6 separate regions of the Mus musculus genome follow, and regions 1, 2, 4, 5 and 6 are each linked to region 3. The links are chromatin contacts, called in public promoter capture Hi-C maps. All regions are on one chromosome and are shown on one strand. Each heading gives the region's core, a stretch centred on a gene start, on an enhancer-like site or on the middle of the called end of the contact. The rest is flanking DNA. Distances are from core to core; before and after follow the strand shown. Region 1 holds the start of Gspt1 (G1 to S phase transition 1). Region 2 holds the start of Tekt5 (tektin 5). Region 3 holds the start of Rmi2 (RecQ mediated genome instability 2). Region 4 holds the start of Tvp23a (trans-golgi network vesicle protein 23A). Region 5 holds the start of Rsl1d1 (ribosomal L1 domain containing 1). Region 6 holds the start of Snx29 (sorting nexin 29).

Region 1 (2,700 bases), core at 140-2,639, 420 kb before region 3:
AGTAATTGACAAAGCCGGGCATTGGTGGTGCTGGCCTTTAATCCCAGCACTTGGAAGGCAGAGGCAGGTGGATTTCTGAGTTCGAGGCCAACCTGGTCTACAGAGTGAGTTCCAGGACAGCCATGGCTATACAGAGAAACCCTGTCTCGAAAAACCAAAAAACCCAACAAAACAAAAACAAAACAAACAAAAAATTATTGACAACTTTGTCTATTACCTCTCTCGTTAGGCCAAATTCTCACTTTTTATTATACAAATGTTTAAAGTCAGCATTCCAATTTAGATATCTTAGATCCAGATTTAAAAAAAAAAAAAACTCGTTGTTTGAACATTTTGAATATGTTACTCTGTAATTTCCAAGTAGGTTAGTTGCATTCTGTCTAGACTCTTTTCAGAGCAAGTAAAATTAAGAGTATACTTTTCTTTGTCTTGGTCTCCATGGGTGAATTACAGGAGCATTTAACAGGTATTTAGAACAGGTATTCCTACTTCGTGCAGTAAAAAATAAAGGTGAATTTTATTTTTTCTTGCTTGTCACTTACCCCACAATTACTAAAATGCAACTTGAAAGTGTGAGATGCCCTCATTATTAAAGGACTGTAAGAATAGCTGACAGATGCGGCCTTTCAAAAGAACAGCACTTTACCTAATGGCAGCTAAGGAACTGGAAGCACCAAAATAGCCACTATTAGGTACCGCTGGGTACACTAAAAAATATGGCAATCCCGATTAATTTGTAAATCTCCTGGCAGGGAGGATGAAAGGACGAAAAAACATTTTAGGTGCGGGCTTTTAATGACTAGTCAAACATAACATGAGTCACTGAAATTTTCCAGTTAAGGATCCTTTTGCCGGACATCCTTGGACCTTTATGAGCCACACGCAGTTTCAGCTGTAACATCTCATGGTTTTACTGCCTCTTCCAAAAATGAATACATAAAAGGAAAGACGCCTCCCGCCGGCTTTGAAATGTAGGGCAAACTCTGGCTGCGGGTGGAGAGAAAGAGAATAAGGTATATAGACTGGGAGACAGAAAAGGCGCCGAAAAGGGAGAAGAAAAAAAAATTCCTCTAGGTTAGGCCTGCGGACCGGGTGTTCTCACAGGCTAGGGTGGATCGTCGCCTCGTGCGGAAGGGCTCGGCCCACCGTCTTGCCCTAGCCGAGTAGAGCCTACCCCTACCCCCACCCTGCGACAGATGGGCCACCAGACTTCTGCCTCCTCGCGCTGCCTGCCGGGAGTTCCAGCCGCTTCCGGTGACGCTTGAGCGCTGAACTCCGACTCCCGTCAGCCCCCGAGAAAACCGCACCGGGTCTTCGCGGGTACTGTCGGGACTTGTAGTTTAGCTATCGGCCGCGCTTCGTAGGCGGAAACGCGGGCGGACACAGACGGGAACTACCGAGGCGAAGGTACGGGTGGTAGCGAGAGGTCAATTCTCTCCAAACGTGGGGTTGGCGGTGAGGCCGGCGGCGGTAGTTGGGGTTGGGTGGGAGGAGATCCTTTCGCACACACGAGGAGGGTTGAGCCGCTGTCGACCTGGTCTCGAGTGTACTGTCTGGACTGTAGCTGCTGCCCAGGACGCCGGCGAGTGAGTCATTGACTGTCAGCTCCCCAGTCTTGCCGTCCTCCCCGGGTCAGCGCGGCCTGCTCCTCCCCGGTCGGCCGCCCCCGCCTCCATTTCCCGCCCTCTCTTCACCACACACACGGCCCCCCCGATCATGGATCCTAGCAGCGGCGGTGGCGGCGGTGGCGGCGGCGGCGGGAGCAGCAGCAGCAGCGACTCTGCGCCCGACTGCTGGGACCAGACGGATATGGAGGCCCCCGGGCCCGGGCCTTGCGGCGGCGGCGGGAGCGGCAGCGGCTCCATGGCCGCGGTGGCCGAGGCCCAGCGTGAGAACCTCAGCGCGGCTTTCAGCCGGCAACTCAACGTCAACGCCAAGCCTTTCGTCCCCAACGTCCACGCCGCTGAATTCGTGCCGTCCTTCCTGCGGGGTCCGGCCCAGCCGCCGCTATCCCCAGCTGGCGCAGCCGGAGGCGACCACGGAGCAGGCAGCGGCGCGGGAGGCCCTTCGGGTAAGTTGCCGGGCTGGATATCCCCAAGGCACGGGCGGCGGCCTGGGGCCGGAGTTCCGCGGTGGGCTGGGTGGAGAGGACGGGAGGCCGGCCGGCCCGCACGTGGGGCGCTGACAGCGGCGCCGGCTGGTCTGGGTGGGGCGCCTCCAGTCTGGGAGCTGCTTGGCTTGGGGCGCCTGGGCCAGGAGGAGCAGAGACCAGGGGACCCGGGGGCGATTGCCCCGCCGCGGAAGGCCGCACGCGGTTCACCCCTAGGCATAGGAACTGTATGGGACCCTGCCAGCCCTGGGCCAGTCAGTGCCACGAGGCCCAGAAGTGGGGACTGATAGGGCTTGAAGTCCGGCAGGAGGAGGGTGTGAAAGTCTAGGGTTTGGGGGACAGGACTTGTCTCTTCGCTGGCCCAGAGAGCTGCTCCTACTGTAGTTTCTACGTTTGGAACTGTAATTGCGTTTTAAGTATCGGTGGCACTAAAGCGACCTGAAGGAATCCCAAGATGCATTGCAGGCTTGTGATCCGCCAGAAACTGTTGGCTGTCAATACAAAGACCTTTTTTCACCCTTAACATTTTGAATACTTGAAAAGTTTTTTAAATGTCACAAGGATTCCTCAGTACTAACATGTGGTAGTAA
Region 2 (2,700 bases), core at 158-2,657, 440 kb after region 3:
CCTGTGGGCCACACCTGAGTCTCTGGGGACCAAGCCTACTCAAGCCAGCACACAGAGCACTTCAGTTACCCATTCCATTTCCAGCTTCTCCCCTCCTCCCATTTGTTGTTCCAGGAAGACTGATGAGGAGGCCAGTTTTGCATTCTCAAAACTGCAGGTTGTAAAACTTTCTTGTCTTTGTGGCCCCATTTTACCTGCCTAGAGTGTTGTGGTTCTCCATTGCAACCACTCCACATTTAGGCTTCGTGATCTAACTGCTCATGCTCGATCCAGTCCGACCACACTCTTCCTGCTGGCGTGAACACTACTGCTGAGCACAACTCTGTGCAATGTATGGGCCATTTTAAAATATTTGATGTTTTGACTCAGTCACATGTAGCCTATGATATCCCCAAACTCATGAGCCTTGGGATATAGTTGATAGAATGCTTGCCTAGCATTGCGGAAGCCCTGGGCTTCAAACTTCAGCACAAACAGTGCAGCCAGCGGCAGAGGCCTGTAATCTCATCATTTAGGAGAGTCGAGAAGGAGAATCAGAAGTTCAAGGCTCTTCTCAGCCACATATCAAGTCTGAGGTCAGCTTGGGTACCTGGAGCCGTGTCTCAAAGCAAAACAAAACAAAAACACAGATAGCTGAGGATGGTCTTCTAGTCCCCACCTTCCTGACTCCATCCTGACTCCTGCAGGCATGATCGAACCTTCTGGATATTATCTTGGGAATAAAGAAACAAAGACAGCTAATGTTGGCCCAGCTGATCCCACAGGGTGAGAGGTGTGGACCATATTAGATTTGCTTCGATACCCAGACTGATCAAGCTCTGGAAAGGCAGATTTTGTTGTTCCAGAATGACAGACATCTGCCGTTTCTTTCGACCCCAAACCAGTGGGATTGAAAAATTCCACTCAAAAAAAAAAAAAAAAAAAAGCCACTGGGAGTGGTGGTGCAAGCCTTCAATCCCAGTACTCAGAAGGTGGAGCCAGAGGATTTCTGAGAATTTGAGGCCAGCCTGATCTACAAAGCAAGCTCCATCCAGGACTATGCAGAGAAACCCTGTCTCCAAAAGAAGCCTTCTTTTCTTTTGATTTTGTGTATTTGTGTTTATCTGTGTGCATGGGCTCCTGTGGAGGAATTAGATCTCCTTGAGCCAGAATTACAGGCGGTTGTGATGTGGTTGCTAGGAACTTAGCTCCTTCGGTTGGGCACTATATGCTCCTAGCCACCAAAACCATCTCTTCAGGCCCTAAACACACTTCTCTTTGTTGACTGCATTTTATTTAGATCATAGGGGCTTCAACCACCTGGAGAACCAGGACCTGGCACAAAGACCCTAACCCATGCTTTATGACACCAGCACTAAGTCACAGAGGCCCCGCGGCTCCTAGCTCTTGGGATGCCCTGGCCCCTTGGGTAAAGTTTTCCCCGGTGGGGCTGATGGGGAAAGATGGAATTTCTTGGAACCACTCAGACAGCGAGTTTCTGTGGCCCCAAGAAAGGCTGTGGCTTGCAGGCGCTGCCCCCTGCTGGGCAGGAACCTGTGGTACAGGAGTGCTACCAACCCTTTCACCTGCCCGGATACCGCTACCTGAACGCGTGGAGACCCAGCGTCTTCCACAAGATCGCCACCTCCCAGACAATCCCCGAGGAATGCTCAGGCATCCGGCGGCCGCCCACCATCCTGCCCTCGCTCCGCTCCGCGCTCTTCTGTCGCTACACCCCAAGGGACTGGGACCGCTCCAATGATCTGCAGATCAGGAATGCAGAGGCCTCGCGGCTCTGGGCCAGCCGGCTGACAGGCGACTCGCTGCGGATCATGCAGGATAAGGACCAGCTGATACACCAGATGCAGGAGGGAACCTCCCGGAACTTGGGCCAGAGGCTATCCGACCTCGGTTTCTGGAAGTCCGAGTTGTGCTATGAGCTGGACAGGCTTCTGACGGAGAACAGCAGCATGGACACCCTCAAGAGGCGCTTGGAGTGCGCTGCTGAGGAGGTGAACTGTCCCTTGCAGGTGAGTGGGGGAAGGGAGACACCACTGCACCTGCTGTTACTGAGTCAAGGTGGCAGGCATCTTGCAGATGGGTTGAATTGCGTTGTCGTTCACGGTCAGATTTTTAAGGTGAAAAAGAGTGGAGAAATAGCTCAGGGCTAAGAGCAGTTGTTCTTGCAGAGGACCTGGGTTCGGGTTCCTAGCACCCACATGGCAGCAGCTGACACTAATTTCACTCTAATTTCACGGGTTCGGAAACAATCTTCTAGCCTCCTAGGGCACTGCATGCTTGTATATATATATATATATATATATATATATATATATATATATATATATATGCTTATATAGACATGGAAGCAAGCAAAATACTCATACACACATAACAAAAATAAATAAATTAAATAATAATTACAATCTCAGTCAACTCAGAATAGCCTCAATCAGATGCGAGTTTTCAGATTGGATCAATTTCCTCCTTAGGTGTGCTGGTCAGGGTTCTCTAAAACAAATACAGACCACAGGGGGATTTACTGGATTGGTCTACACAATTCATACTGAGTAGTGACACATGGCCGTCTGAAGGGGCTGAGAACCCTGTAGCTGCTCAGTGCAATTGTCTGGGTGCCTCAGCGTCCCAGTGTGGTGGTGGAGGCCCAGGGGGGCGGGTCCTAAAGAGTTGCAGGCCTTCAGTCCATGTTGGCAGGCTGAT
Region 3 (2,723 bases), core at 218-2,717:
ACATCTGCTTCTCAGAACACACAAGTGCCAGGCATTGGACCAGATGCTAGAGTCAAGCTATCAGAACCACAGTGCAAGAACTGCAGTAGCTCAAAGGGCAGCCTCAAACCCTGCAATATCAGCATCTCCTTAGAGGGTATTAGAAACAACTCTTAAGACTCAGAAAACCTGCTGGGCGTGGTGGCACATGCCTTTAATCCCAGTACTAGGGAGACAGAGGTAGGTGGATTTCTGAGTTCGAGGTCAGCCTGGTCTACAAAGTGAGTTCCAGGACAGCCAGGGCTATACAGAGAAACCCTGTCTCGAAAAAACAAACAAACAAACAAACAAACAAAAATATGAGTACAGACTTAGGGCTGGGATTGCTTGCGTAGCATGCACAAAGCCCCCAGTTTGATTCCCAGCAGCGTATGAACCAGATGGAGCAGCATATGCCTAGAATCCTAGCACTCAGGAGATGGAAGCAGGAAGCCCGGGTGTCCAAGCTACACAATGAATTTTAGGTCAGTCTAGGCTAGACACTGCCTTAAAAACACACACACACACACACACACACACACACACACACACACACAGAGAAAAAGACAAGCAGACATTTCCTGAGAAATTATTTTCAAAACATACGGGGAAAAATGAGAAAAACATCTACAGGGATAGAACTGTGACACAGAATTGCAAGGCTCAAAACTGGGAAGGTGGGATAGCCTCGGGAACCTACAGGCGTTTTAGTAGATGTACTTGTTTACTATTCTCGCTGTCTGGGTTAAACCCAAGGACTCATCAATGTTAGGAAGTGCTCCCACCCCAGGCCCTCTTTACTTTTTGTTCTGAGACAGGCTCTCACTGAGTTGCCTTACGTTGGCCTTAAACTCACTTCGTAGCTCAGTCAGGCTTTGAACTTTGCCATCCTCCTGCCTCAGACTCCTAGTATTGGGATGGAAGATGTGTACCTCCAGGCCCGGCTGGAACCTACATCTTAGAAAGCGGGGATAGGTGTTGCTGTCATCCAAGAGGATGGGTGGGGAGTCACTTGACAGGGGCTGGGCCAGGAAGGAGGGCTAGAGCCTGGAGGTGGGACCGCCCCGCCCCGCCCCGCCCCGGGGAGGACCTGCAGAGCCGGTCCCGCCCACGTTACCTGGGAGGAGGCAGGGCCGGCCGCGTGGTACGCGCTCCAGGCCGCGCACAGAGAAGGCTCCGCTCGAGTCGCGCAGCCGGGCCTGGCCGCCTTCCGCCGCCAGCACGGTACCCTGCATCCACACGGCCACCAGCTCCAGCGGAGCGCGGCCCACCGCCGCCCGCGACAGCCGCCACGCGCCCGGGCCACCCTCTGCGTGCCGCCGCAGCTGTCCTGCCAGTACCTTGAGTGGCGGCAAGCGCGGCAGCCGCACGGCCCCGGGGCCACCGGAGGACAGCGACTCGGACGCCGCAGCCGCCATGCTGCGCCACCACCGCTTTCCCGCCAACTCTGACGGACGGCGGGGGTTTGGCGAGCGGCAGCCAATCAAGAGCGCGCCTGCCCGAGGCAGCCAATGGATGGGGGCGGGACAGCCGCGTAACCGCCAGAAGCTGAAAGATTCAACTGAATTAAATAGAAAATAGATACGCTAACAAATGCAGGGAGATACGGAATTTCCTCTCCTAAGGAAGAGCAACGATTTAAGCCATATGTCTCCGTTCCAGTTTACTAAAAAATAAGACGCACTCAACAGTAGTTGTAGATGATCGATTAATTTTAAGAGCCGAAATAAAATGTGCACCCTTAGCAAAACATTACCACACGAAAAGCCGAGATGCAAGTAGATCCCTTGGACCTTTTTGATACGAAATCACATCTACACACAGGAGAGAGAGTTCCAGAGGAATAGTTTAAGCATGGCCCCAAACACAAATTTATGAATGGATTGGTTGTACTCTTTTAATACCTCAGAGATGACGCTGAATATGCGCTGCGCTGGTAACTTTGGTTAAGATATCAAGCATCTTTAGAAATTGGTCTTGTGCCCAGACTACACACACACACACACACACACACACACACACACACACAGTATTCCTGAAATTATAAGAGTTTTATCAGGGGAAATCTTTAAAAAGAAAATAAATACACTTATTTGAATTTAACGATTAAAAAAGTATCAAAACAAATTTTGGTGGTTCACACCTATTTAACTCTAGCACTCACCAGGGCTGGAAGATGAGTTCAAGGTCATCTTTAGCCACAGAGTGAATTGGAGTCCAACCTGGTATACAAGAGCCCTTCCTGGAAACACCATAACAAGTAAATTAAACAATTTCCTCTTTCAGTTCGGGATATTGCTCTATAGGAGAGTGTTTACCTAGCAAGAATGCTCACCAGGCAAAATCACTTGCCACCAAATCTGATATCAGATCAGAGTTCCATTCCCAAAACCCATGTGAGAATTAACTCCCATAAATTGTTCTCTGACTTCCACAAGTGCGCTGCGGCACACGTGCATCCTGGTAAGTTATTCTCTGCTGGTGAAATGAGTCAATTCAAGCCAAATCGAAGTACGCAAAGGCAGGCTTATGGGGAAGCCGCTCTTGGGTCGGTTCTCTGGTCCCAAGGAAGGAGGCCAGGGAAGTCGACATGGGGAGGAAGACAGAGGGGAGGGGGTAGAGAAAGAGTGTGCATGTGCTGGGAGAGAGAGAGAGAGAGAATGCAGAGAGGGAGAGAGAGAGAATGCAGAGAGGGAGAGAGAGAG
Region 4 (2,786 bases), core at 219-2,718, 390 kb after region 3:
TGGTGGTATTAAATCCTGATGCCCCAGGGATAATTGAGGCCTTGAACTGAGCTTTCTGCTGCCCAGGTAATGGAGCCAGCCTCCATTCCAGCAGAACCCCAGGCCCTTCCTCTACTCTGCCAGGTGGGAAGCCGAAGAGAAGGCCCTGGGTCTGACCCTGGGAGCTTTGGCAATCTGCTGTGCTGATTTTAGTGGATCATCTTATTAGTTGAGCAGCAGAGGGCTTAGAAGCTACTAGAACTGATGTTGGTTTGGAAATATATACATATACATATACATATACATATACATATACATATACATATACATATACATATACATATACATACAAACACACAGACATGTTTGTGTGGGGTGTGTGTGTCACTGGGGATTGAATCAAGAGTCTCTTGTATGCAAGACAAACACTCTAGCACTCACTAAAATCACTTGCTTGTGCATATGCCCACCCCACCCCATCCCCCTTCTACCTCATTTTTAAAATAAACTTTTTGAGATAGGATCTTGCTAATTTGCCCAGGCTGGTCTTGAACTTGTTTTGTATTTTAGGCTAGCCTGAAATTTGTGATCCTCCTGCTTCAGCCTTCCTAAGTACTGTGATTACAGGCCAACATTGCCATGTCAGTCAGAGTTTGAAAAACACTTCAAAAGGCTTGGCCCCTGAGATGGTCTTCTGTCATAGAAGGAGTCCCCTTTCCCTTCCCCCCAGACAGCATCTCTGTGTCCTAAAGAGTGGTGTGTGCAGCTGGCAGCTCTGGCACAGCTATAGGATTAAAGGTGAACCAGCCCCTTACTGCGCTCTAGCCAGGGCAGGAAGGAACTGCCCTGGAGCTTGTGGCTCGGTATCCCTGAGGGGGTCACCAGGAGTCAGGCTAACACCTGGTTGTGGGGGAGGGAGAAAGGGGAACCATGAAGCAAGACTAGCAGCTTTGGCTTCCTGTCACTCAGCTCTGTCCCAGGATGGCAGGGAGGGATATGGGGGCTAAGGGAGATTGTGTAGATAGTGGGGTGGGAATTGGGAAATGGCAGGGGTAGGCCATAGAAGAGATTCTGCGACTCTGTTCTGGGCCAGGAGAAGGCCAGCAAGGCCTTCACATGGCTACAACTACTCTTCTCTGTGTGCCCATTTCTATGTCAATACTGCTGTTCCCAAGCCACGCAACTAGATCCTGATCACAGCTGTTTGTTTATTTATTTGTTTGTTTCTATGCAGCCGGGCAATCTTCTGCTTCAGATTTCCAAGAGTCACAGGCTTGCACTACTATGCCTGGCGCAGAAGAGTTTGCTTTTTATAGAGCCAGCAAACTCTGCTTCCAACCTGAGCGCTCAGCTTCTGGATACTAACTTACATTCACGTCCTGCACCCTCCGTGTTGAACTCGGCTCTCAGTGTATCCCAGCATCCTTGGGTATCCTCTCTGGCTCCGCCCCAGTCCGCGACTGCGCACTGCACAGAGCCCCTCCCCCCATCGATCACTAGAGCTGAGCTAAGGCTGGGAGCATCCCACAGGCGGGCTCCCTGCTGGGCATCCTAAACTTTGGGCGGTGAAGGGCAGAGCTGGAACCTGTGCTATAGTGTCAAGTGGTACCCAGGGGGATGAAGCAGGTAGGGCTGCAGAGATGCTGCATTGGGAGGTAGATGCACTGGCCTTGAAGGCTAAGCCCCCGAGCAGTAAGGAGGGTGGGGAAAGCCTAGGGAACTAAGGGAATAATGCTGGGAGGAGCACAGAGACATATCCAGGGAGAGAGGGCGCTCACGCCCGAAGGCCTCCTGTGAGCTCTGGGATGGCCTGCCATCTATCTGCTCCTGCTGTTCCCCAGGGCCTAGGGGATGATACTGAGGATGTGTCCCTGGACTTCGGTAATGAAGAGGAGCTGGCCTTTAGAAAGGCCAAGATCAGGTATGTTGACTTATTTGGTCCCAAGCTGCAAATTCATTCATTCGCCAACTCATTCATTCGAAATACACGGAACAACTGCTGTGTGCATGAGTTGTACAGACCCTGCCCCCTTGGAGCCTAGAGCTTGGGGGCGGGGCAGCTGATTTATTAGGCAAAAATGTTAAGAGGGTTAGAAAGAAACTAGCACGGTGAGGTAAGAGAAGGTTCCAAGGGTTGTTCTCATGCTCTAGCACAAAGGGGCGGGGCGGGGGAAGGGGTCTTTGAGGCAGTGACTTTTAAGCTGAGACTGGATGCTGAGAAGCCGGCAGCCACAGGAGGCTCTGGAGGAAGAGAATTTGGGCTAAAGGAACAGGAAGTGCAAAGGTTCTGCATCCTTGTTGGAAGGTCAGATATGGCAGTGTAGGAGAGGAGTCAGTCTGCAGCAGGGTAGCTGCGAAAGTGCAAACCCCTGAGCCTTCAAGAAACAATCACAGCTCAGCCACGCCCACTTGTCCATCCCACTCGTCCCTAGCATACTTAGAGGCCTGGTACCTAGTGCTTTCTCTTTATGTTTTCTGGTACTGGGAATGGAACAGAGGGCCTTGTGTATGCTAGTCAAAAGTGCTACCTTTCCGCTACGGTTATTTTGTCTTCCTCTTCCATTAGATCATCCGACCCAAATACAACAGTCTCTAAGAATGAAATTAGTACGTGGTCACTGTAACAAATTGTCATAAACATGCTAGTTTCATGTAGTTCAGTTGGTGGAGTATCTGCTTAGCACGAACAGACCTCTGGGTTCCATCCTAACCACAGCATCAACGAGGCATGGTGGTGTGCACGTGCACATGCGCTCCTGTACCTCTCAATAATAAGGGCATTTGTGACAATACCGCAACCCTACTCA
Region 5 (2,700 bases), core at 144-2,643, 370 kb before region 3:
GTGAGCTAAAGGTCAGCCTGGCCTACAAAGTGAGATCCAGGGCAGCCAGGGCTGTTACACAGAGAAACCCTGTCTCGAAAAACCAAAAACGTCTGGTTCTCAAACTTGAATACAGGCAAGAGAACACCTAAGACCACCAATGCTCTTTGGAGTGTGTTAGCCTGCATACCTCAAGCCCAGTGTAGCAAGTCACTGCAATATGTTAAAAGTCCATCTTATACTAGATTCTAAATAGCCAAGTAGAAGCAGGTGCCAAGGACTTGTATTCTACAAGTTAAATTAGGACAAGGTCCTCCCTCAACAGACACTAGCAGAGCATGGTCCCTTCACAGGAGCACTTTTGGAAGACATCTGACAATGGAGAGCATTTTATTCCCACACAGCTAGCTGAACCTGTCACTATCCTTAACATTCACATAAAAATTTCTAAATAAATTATGTAACTGTGCCGGTACAAGGTGGGGGCAGGGGACTCGCTCACTCTTGTAAATCTAGCATCTGAGACGTAGAGGAGGAGGCTCACTCGGGTAACCCTGGGTGATATAGGAAGAGTTTGACTTAAGTGGGGGCGTATTGGTGGATGCTTTTAATCCTAGCACTCTGAAACCTGAAGCAGGAGGATCTCAGTGAGTTCGAGGTCAGACCTGTCTATATAGAGTTCCAGAATAGCCAGAATTGCCATAATAGAGACCCTGTCTCAATAATAGAGACCCTGTCTCAATAATACTCTGTCTCAATAGAGGCTCTGTCTCGAACTAATCGAAAATAAAAACTGGTGGTACTATTGAGAGCTCCCTGAACTGACTGAGAACAACCTCGAATACGGGGTATTGGGCACGGTCACCACAGTGGGCATGCTTGGCAACTACTCATAGGACGTTCTGGCGTATTCTCTCCTACACTAAAGTTATCCCTTCACACTCACGCAAGGTCTTACCTGGGCCGAAGCTCCTGAGAGACCGACTCATTTTTTCGTTTCTCGCGCAGCATCCCGCGCCTAGCGTTGGCAGTTTCTCTTTATTTCCTGGGAATACCACCAATTTGGGGAAACCGACGCCTGAAGCCAGAAAGGAATGGAGGAGCCACGGCTTCCCGCTCTGCAGAAGACAGCACGGGATTGAAGAGAGGGCTTTAGTCTCTCCTTAGGGCGCTCGCTCGGTGTCCTCCGGAAGGAGCGACAGGGTTTTTCAGGCCTGCAGCCTTAGAAAGAGTCGGAGGCAAAGGAGATGCTGCCGCTAGAATAACTCTGGGCACAGTCTACGACCGCAACACCATCTACCCAAGAGGGCGGGCCCAACATCTAATTTCGCGCCTCGCCGGAAATGACGTGATACCCCTCCCCCTCGCAGTGTTACTGACTGCTTTCCGGTTCCGGGCCTCCGGGCTGCGCATGAGCTCTGACTTCTACAGGCCTTCCACACGAGGCGACATGAAGGGCTCTGCGTCCGAATCTCCCAGTGCCTCGGTCGCTGAGGCGACCACCACCGACGTGCAAGTGACCCCGACCGCTCTTTTACAGCTGGACAGAGAGCAGGCGAGTGGCTTTTGGGGACGACGATTCGGGAAGCAGGGTGGTTAGGACCCGCGTTCGGCGCAGGGTGTGGGGCGAGAGGCTGGAAATGAAGTGGGCCCGCGACCGCGTGGGCTCTCCGGAGCTCGAGGCTGGCCTCTGGGAACGCACCCAGCGGGCTCGCTCTTCTCACACTTCTGGCCTGTTTGCCTCCTGTGGAAAGCGGGCTTCTGCGCTCGGTTCTGCAGCATCACAGGTCATGTGTCCGTGCACAAAGTGTTGGTAGCAGGGCCAACGCGCCTTTCCTGACCGCTTCCTTTCTCATAGAGGGCAGGAGAAGCTTCCGAATAGTCCTCTTACGTAGAAAGGACAACCTGTAAACAGATTTTGGAAGCAAGTCCTTAGATGTTTTAGACGGGTTCTTACATTGCAATGGGTACAAATTGTAATATCCCGATACGCTGATGAAATTTGCCCAATAGAAAGAGGAGCGCCAGGCTTTGTGGCGCACGCCTTTAATCCCAGCACACGGGAGACAGGCGAATCTTTTGAATTCGACGCCAGCCTGGACTAAGTATTCCAGGTTGGCCAGAGCTATATAGGAAAACCCTCTCTTGAAACGCCCCCCGCCCCCCAAAGGAGCAAAGGAAGCAGATATGTCTGTGTGGGAGCAATTAACATAGATTGAGAAAATTAACTTATTCTCTGTCTCTGCAGATTAGAAAGGCAGTGGAAGTAATATCTAATCGCTCAAAGTCCAAAAAAAACAATAATGAATTGCTGTTGAGTGGGAGCGAAAATTTATTTTTAATGGTGATATTATGGAAAATTCCAGAGAAAGAACTTCGGGTCAAAGTGTAAGTAATTATTTATCTCTTGAGAGTTGTTTGGTTGGATTTTTTTGTTTTTTGGCTGTTTTTTTTTTTTAACATTTATTTATTTTATGTATGTGAGTATACTGTTGCTGTCTTCAAACACACCAGAAGAGGGCATCAGACCTCATTACAGATGGTTGTGAGCCACCATGTGGTTGCTAGGAATTGAACACAGGATCTCTGGAAGGGCAGTCAGTGCTCTTAACCGCTGAGCCATCTCTCCAGCCGCCCACCCCCTTTAATTTTTAAAACTCAGAGTGTGAGTGTAAGAATGTGGGCCACATGTGTCCAGTGCTTGCAGAAGCCAAAAGAGGA
Region 6 (2,700 bases), core at 111-2,610, 490 kb before region 3:
CAGTAATTTGCTTTGGCAGATGAACGTAAACTGTAAAAACCCCTCCATTAGTCCCCTCAATAAGACCACAGTTCCATAAACTTTGCTCTTGAGCAACAAAAAGCATCTAACGTTTTTTTAAAGATGCACAGAAATAATTTAAAAAACAAAAAATTAAGACTGCCCTTTGCTCCTTTGCCCTAGCACCCTCTCCGCTCCATGAAACACCTGAGTGCAAGTCTAGAGACTGGGTGCAGAGACGAAAATCCAGCTGCACAGTAAGAAAAAACAGAAACTACGAGGGTAGGCGGGTCCTCCTAAGGGAATCCAGATCCCTGAGTCCAGCAGGAGAATCAACAGCCAACACAAGCCTTCCCTGAGTCACTCCCATCTCCACGCGCAACACCCAGGAATGACTTAGCACCAAAACATCAAAACATCATCAGGACTCTTCAGAGGGAGGCTTGAAGACACAGACTCCGACAAAGGGACTAAACTTCGGTATCACTGAGCACAAGCCGTCACAAGCACCTGCCTCTCACTTCCAGACTCCCCACCCGCTCCACCTCCCTGCTGGTGGTATTGGCTTGGGCAACGCTTGAGCCCCATTTAGGTTCAGCATTGGGCAAGAAGGAAAGGGCTTCAGGACACAACCGGAGACTTCAAACGATGAGCTAGAGGAAGACATGGAGAGAACTGAAGCATGAACTAACAGCCCAAATACAAAAGGCACAACCGGGAGAGGGACGCTGCGAGGCTAACTGGCCAGCTCTGGGGACACAGGTGCAGGGAAGAGGAGGGAAGAAGACAAAGCTGTCCTAACACTGAGACCTCTGGGGACCCGGAGCTGTCGCTCTGGTTTGCTGTGTGTGACAGGGGTGTCTAGAGATGCTCTTTGCCTTTGGAGAAAGAGGAGTCACTGGGTGGAAGAGACCTGGAACAGAGAATAACTAAAAACCAGGGGCTGGTAACTGGAGCTGAGTCCCAGGAGGGTCACGGGAGAAAGAGGGACTAAGGCAAGTACCAGAGATCTGAGAATCCGGGGTGCGGAAACCTGTCAAAGGGATCGGCTGTCTGGGAGGGAATTGGGAGCAAGCTCTGCTCTAGGAGTTGGCTGTCACTGGTGAGGCAGAGGGACAGGAGCGCCAGCCCCGGGATAGTGGGAGCGGTGCAGGAGACTCCGGGCCAGGGCTCCGAGCCTGCGAGCGACCCCGCGGGGGTCTGCAGCGTGTGAGCACACCGGGCCCGGAGCGTGCGGCTGCAGTGGCGCTACGGGGCGGGTGACAGCAGCGGGGCCGCCACTCACCGCTCATGTTGCTGCTCCCGGGGCCGCCGCCTGCCTTGCCGCCGCCGCCGCGTCTGCAGCCGCCGAGCTCCACACAGGCCGGGAGAACGCGCGCCCCGCCCGCTGGCCCCGCCCCGGAAGCAGTGACTCTCCTAGGGCCCGCCTCCCGACCCGGAACCAAAATACTCGGGCAAATCGACGCCCCAGGGTAGCAGGGAAGAGAACCGGCACCTCACAAAATCAATGCCTCCCAATCCCCGAGCCAAGAAAAAGACATCCATTTAGACTGAAGTTCGGACAAGGATGCGATATACGCGTACCGAGAGCTTGGAGTAGTGTGTTGCATGTCCGTCAAACCAGCACTCGGGGGAAGGCAGGTGGATCAGAAGTTCAAGGTCAACCTTGAACTACTCAATGATTTCGAGGCTAGATGGGGCTGCTTGAGACTGTCTCAAAGAGAAGAGAGAAAAAAAGAGTAATGGGCCTGCAGGGCCTGGTGGTACAGGCTTTAAATCCCAACATTCAAGAGGATAAGTCAGGAGCCTGAGCTGCAAGAATTCAAGAGCTGTGGATGGCCGGCGTGGTAACGCACGCCTTTAATCCCGGATTTCTGAGTTCGAGGCCAGCCTGGTCTACAAAGTGAGTTGCAGGACAGCCAGGGCTATACAGAGAAACCCTGACTCGAAAAAAAAAAAAAAAAAAAAAAAAAGTTTGGTAGAGAGGGCACATGCCTTGCATGCAGGAGGCCCAAGCTTCAACTCTCTGTACAAACAAAAACAAAAGGTGAATTCAAAGCCATTCTGGGTAACTTCTCAAGACTCTCGAAATAAAAAGTAAAACCGGAGTGGTAAAACCGGAGTGGTGGATATAGTTCAGTAGTTGGAGTAGCACGTGCAAGGCCCTGCAGGCAGGAGAGTTTGTACTTTCTTGATGATGGATGTGGGAATAAAAGTGCAAAGCACAGTGATGCAGTCAGAATTTGAAACTTCACTTACAATCCTGGTGTGACCATGCACACCTTTAATACCAACATTCACAGAAGAATCGAATTACTGCCTGAGGCACTTGGGAGAATTTGTGGTGGGTGTGTGTGTGTGTGTGTGTGTGTGTGAGAGAGAGAGAGAGAGAGAGAGAGAGAGAGAGAGAGAACTTTCTAGAATGAGAATGCATTGTAATGGGTCTGAGGAGAATGACAGTGGGTCAGTGGGTTAAGGGAACTACAAGAGTTGTCCAACTGACTCTAGGCAACAGTGAGAGGAAAGGTGGGTAGGTGCTGAGAGAACACAAGAGCTAAATTCACAGCAACTGTGAAATCCAGGGTTTTGCCCTATTTTAAATATGGAGTTGAAAGACTATTTTGCCTGCTGGATATGAGGCTGGAGTCACCCAGCCTGGAGAACTTAGGCTCTTGATCAGAAATAAGAAAATAATGAAGA

Evidence for each region. Promoter capture Hi-C pulls out the DNA fragments that hold promoters and counts their contacts. Capture Hi-C pulls out chosen DNA fragments and counts their contacts.
Region 1: a contact with region 3 is called in a promoter capture Hi-C map of liver, with 3 times the contacts expected there. The contact joins the promoter of Gspt1 here to the promoter of Rmi2 in region 3. A contact is called at or near these places in 1 of 39 promoter capture datasets (neural stem cells), 1 of 484 Hi-C or Micro-C datasets (B cells), 3 of 115 datasets of contacts at active chromatin or transcription factors (bone marrow-derived macrophages, embryonic limb bud and memory CD8 T cells) and 1 of 9 other capture datasets (liver).
Region 2: a contact with region 3 is called in a promoter capture Hi-C map of embryonic stem cells, with 2.2 times the contacts expected there. The contact joins the promoter of Tekt5 here to the promoter of Rmi2 in region 3. A contact is called at or near these places in 2 of 39 promoter capture datasets (embryonic stem cells and stem cell-derived epiblast-like cells) and 1 of 484 Hi-C or Micro-C datasets (regulatory T cells).
Region 4: a contact with region 3 is called in a promoter capture Hi-C map of hippocampal neurons, with 2.6 times the contacts expected there. The contact joins the promoter of Tvp23a here to the promoter of Rmi2 in region 3. A contact is called at or near these places in 2 of 39 promoter capture datasets (embryonic stem cells and hippocampal neurons), 2 of 115 datasets of contacts at active chromatin or transcription factors (bone marrow-derived dendritic cells and bone marrow-derived macrophages) and 1 of 9 other capture datasets (liver).
Region 5: a contact with region 3 is called in a promoter capture Hi-C map of neutrophils, with 4 times the contacts expected there. The contact joins the promoter of Rsl1d1 here to the promoter of Rmi2 in region 3. A contact is called at or near these places in 4 of 39 promoter capture datasets (the C10 cell line, embryonic stem cells, liver and 1 more), 3 of 115 datasets of contacts at active chromatin or transcription factors (effector CD8 T cells, memory CD8 T cells and pancreatic cancer cells) and 1 of 9 other capture datasets (adipose tissue).
Region 6: a promoter capture Hi-C map of hematopoietic stem and progenitor cells shows a contact between it and region 3, with 2.2 times the contacts expected there. The contact joins the promoter of Snx29 here to the promoter of Rmi2 in region 3. A contact is called at or near these places in 9 of 39 promoter capture datasets (3T3-L1-derived adipocytes, the HPC-7 cell line, cranial neural crest and 5 more) and 1 of 9 other capture datasets (pancreatic islet).

Annotation. Positions count from the first base shown.
Region 1 is chr16:11,253,014-11,255,713 of GRCm38.p6, reverse strand. Gspt1 (G1 to S phase transition 1) reads left to right here and starts at 1,389. Exons shown (of 15, transcript NM_146066.2): 1 at 1,389-2,071. The coding sequence starts at 1,717. LOC115488671 reads left to right here and starts at 2,078. Exons shown (of 2, transcript XM_030249388.1): 1 at 2,078-2,700. It overlaps Mir1945 (microRNA 1945), which reads left to right and starts at 1,269; the gene lies at 1,269-1,346.
Region 2 is chr16:10,394,162-10,396,861 of GRCm38.p6, reverse strand. It overlaps Tekt5 (tektin 5), which reads left to right and starts at 1,407. Exons shown (of 7, transcript NM_001291001.2): 1 at 1,407-2,009. The coding sequence starts at 1,443.
Region 3 is chr16:10,833,803-10,836,525 of GRCm38.p6, reverse strand. It overlaps Rmi2 (RecQ mediated genome instability 2), which reads right to left and starts at 1,467. Exons shown (of 2, transcript NM_001162932.1): 1 at 1,136-1,467. The coding sequence starts at 1,436. It also overlaps the pseudogene Gm17913.
Region 4 is chr16:10,446,044-10,448,829 of GRCm38.p6, reverse strand. Tvp23a (trans-golgi network vesicle protein 23A) reads left to right here and starts at 1,468. Exons shown (of 7, transcript NM_001013778.2): 1 at 1,468-1,900. The coding sequence starts at 1,785.
Region 5 is chr16:11,201,985-11,204,684 of GRCm38.p6, reverse strand. It overlaps Rsl1d1 (ribosomal L1 domain containing 1), which reads left to right and starts at 1,393. Exons shown (of 9, transcript NM_025546.2): 1 at 1,393-1,534; 2 at 2,228-2,367. The coding sequence starts at 1,430. 2610020C07Rik (RIKEN cDNA 2610020C07 gene) reads right to left here and starts at 1,302. Exons shown (of 3, transcript NR_038156.1): 1 at 938-1,302.
Region 6 is chr16:11,321,564-11,324,263 of GRCm38.p6, reverse strand. It overlaps Snx29 (sorting nexin 29), which reads right to left and starts at 1,360. Exons shown (of 21, transcript NM_028964.4): 1 at 1,286-1,360. The coding sequence starts at 1,292.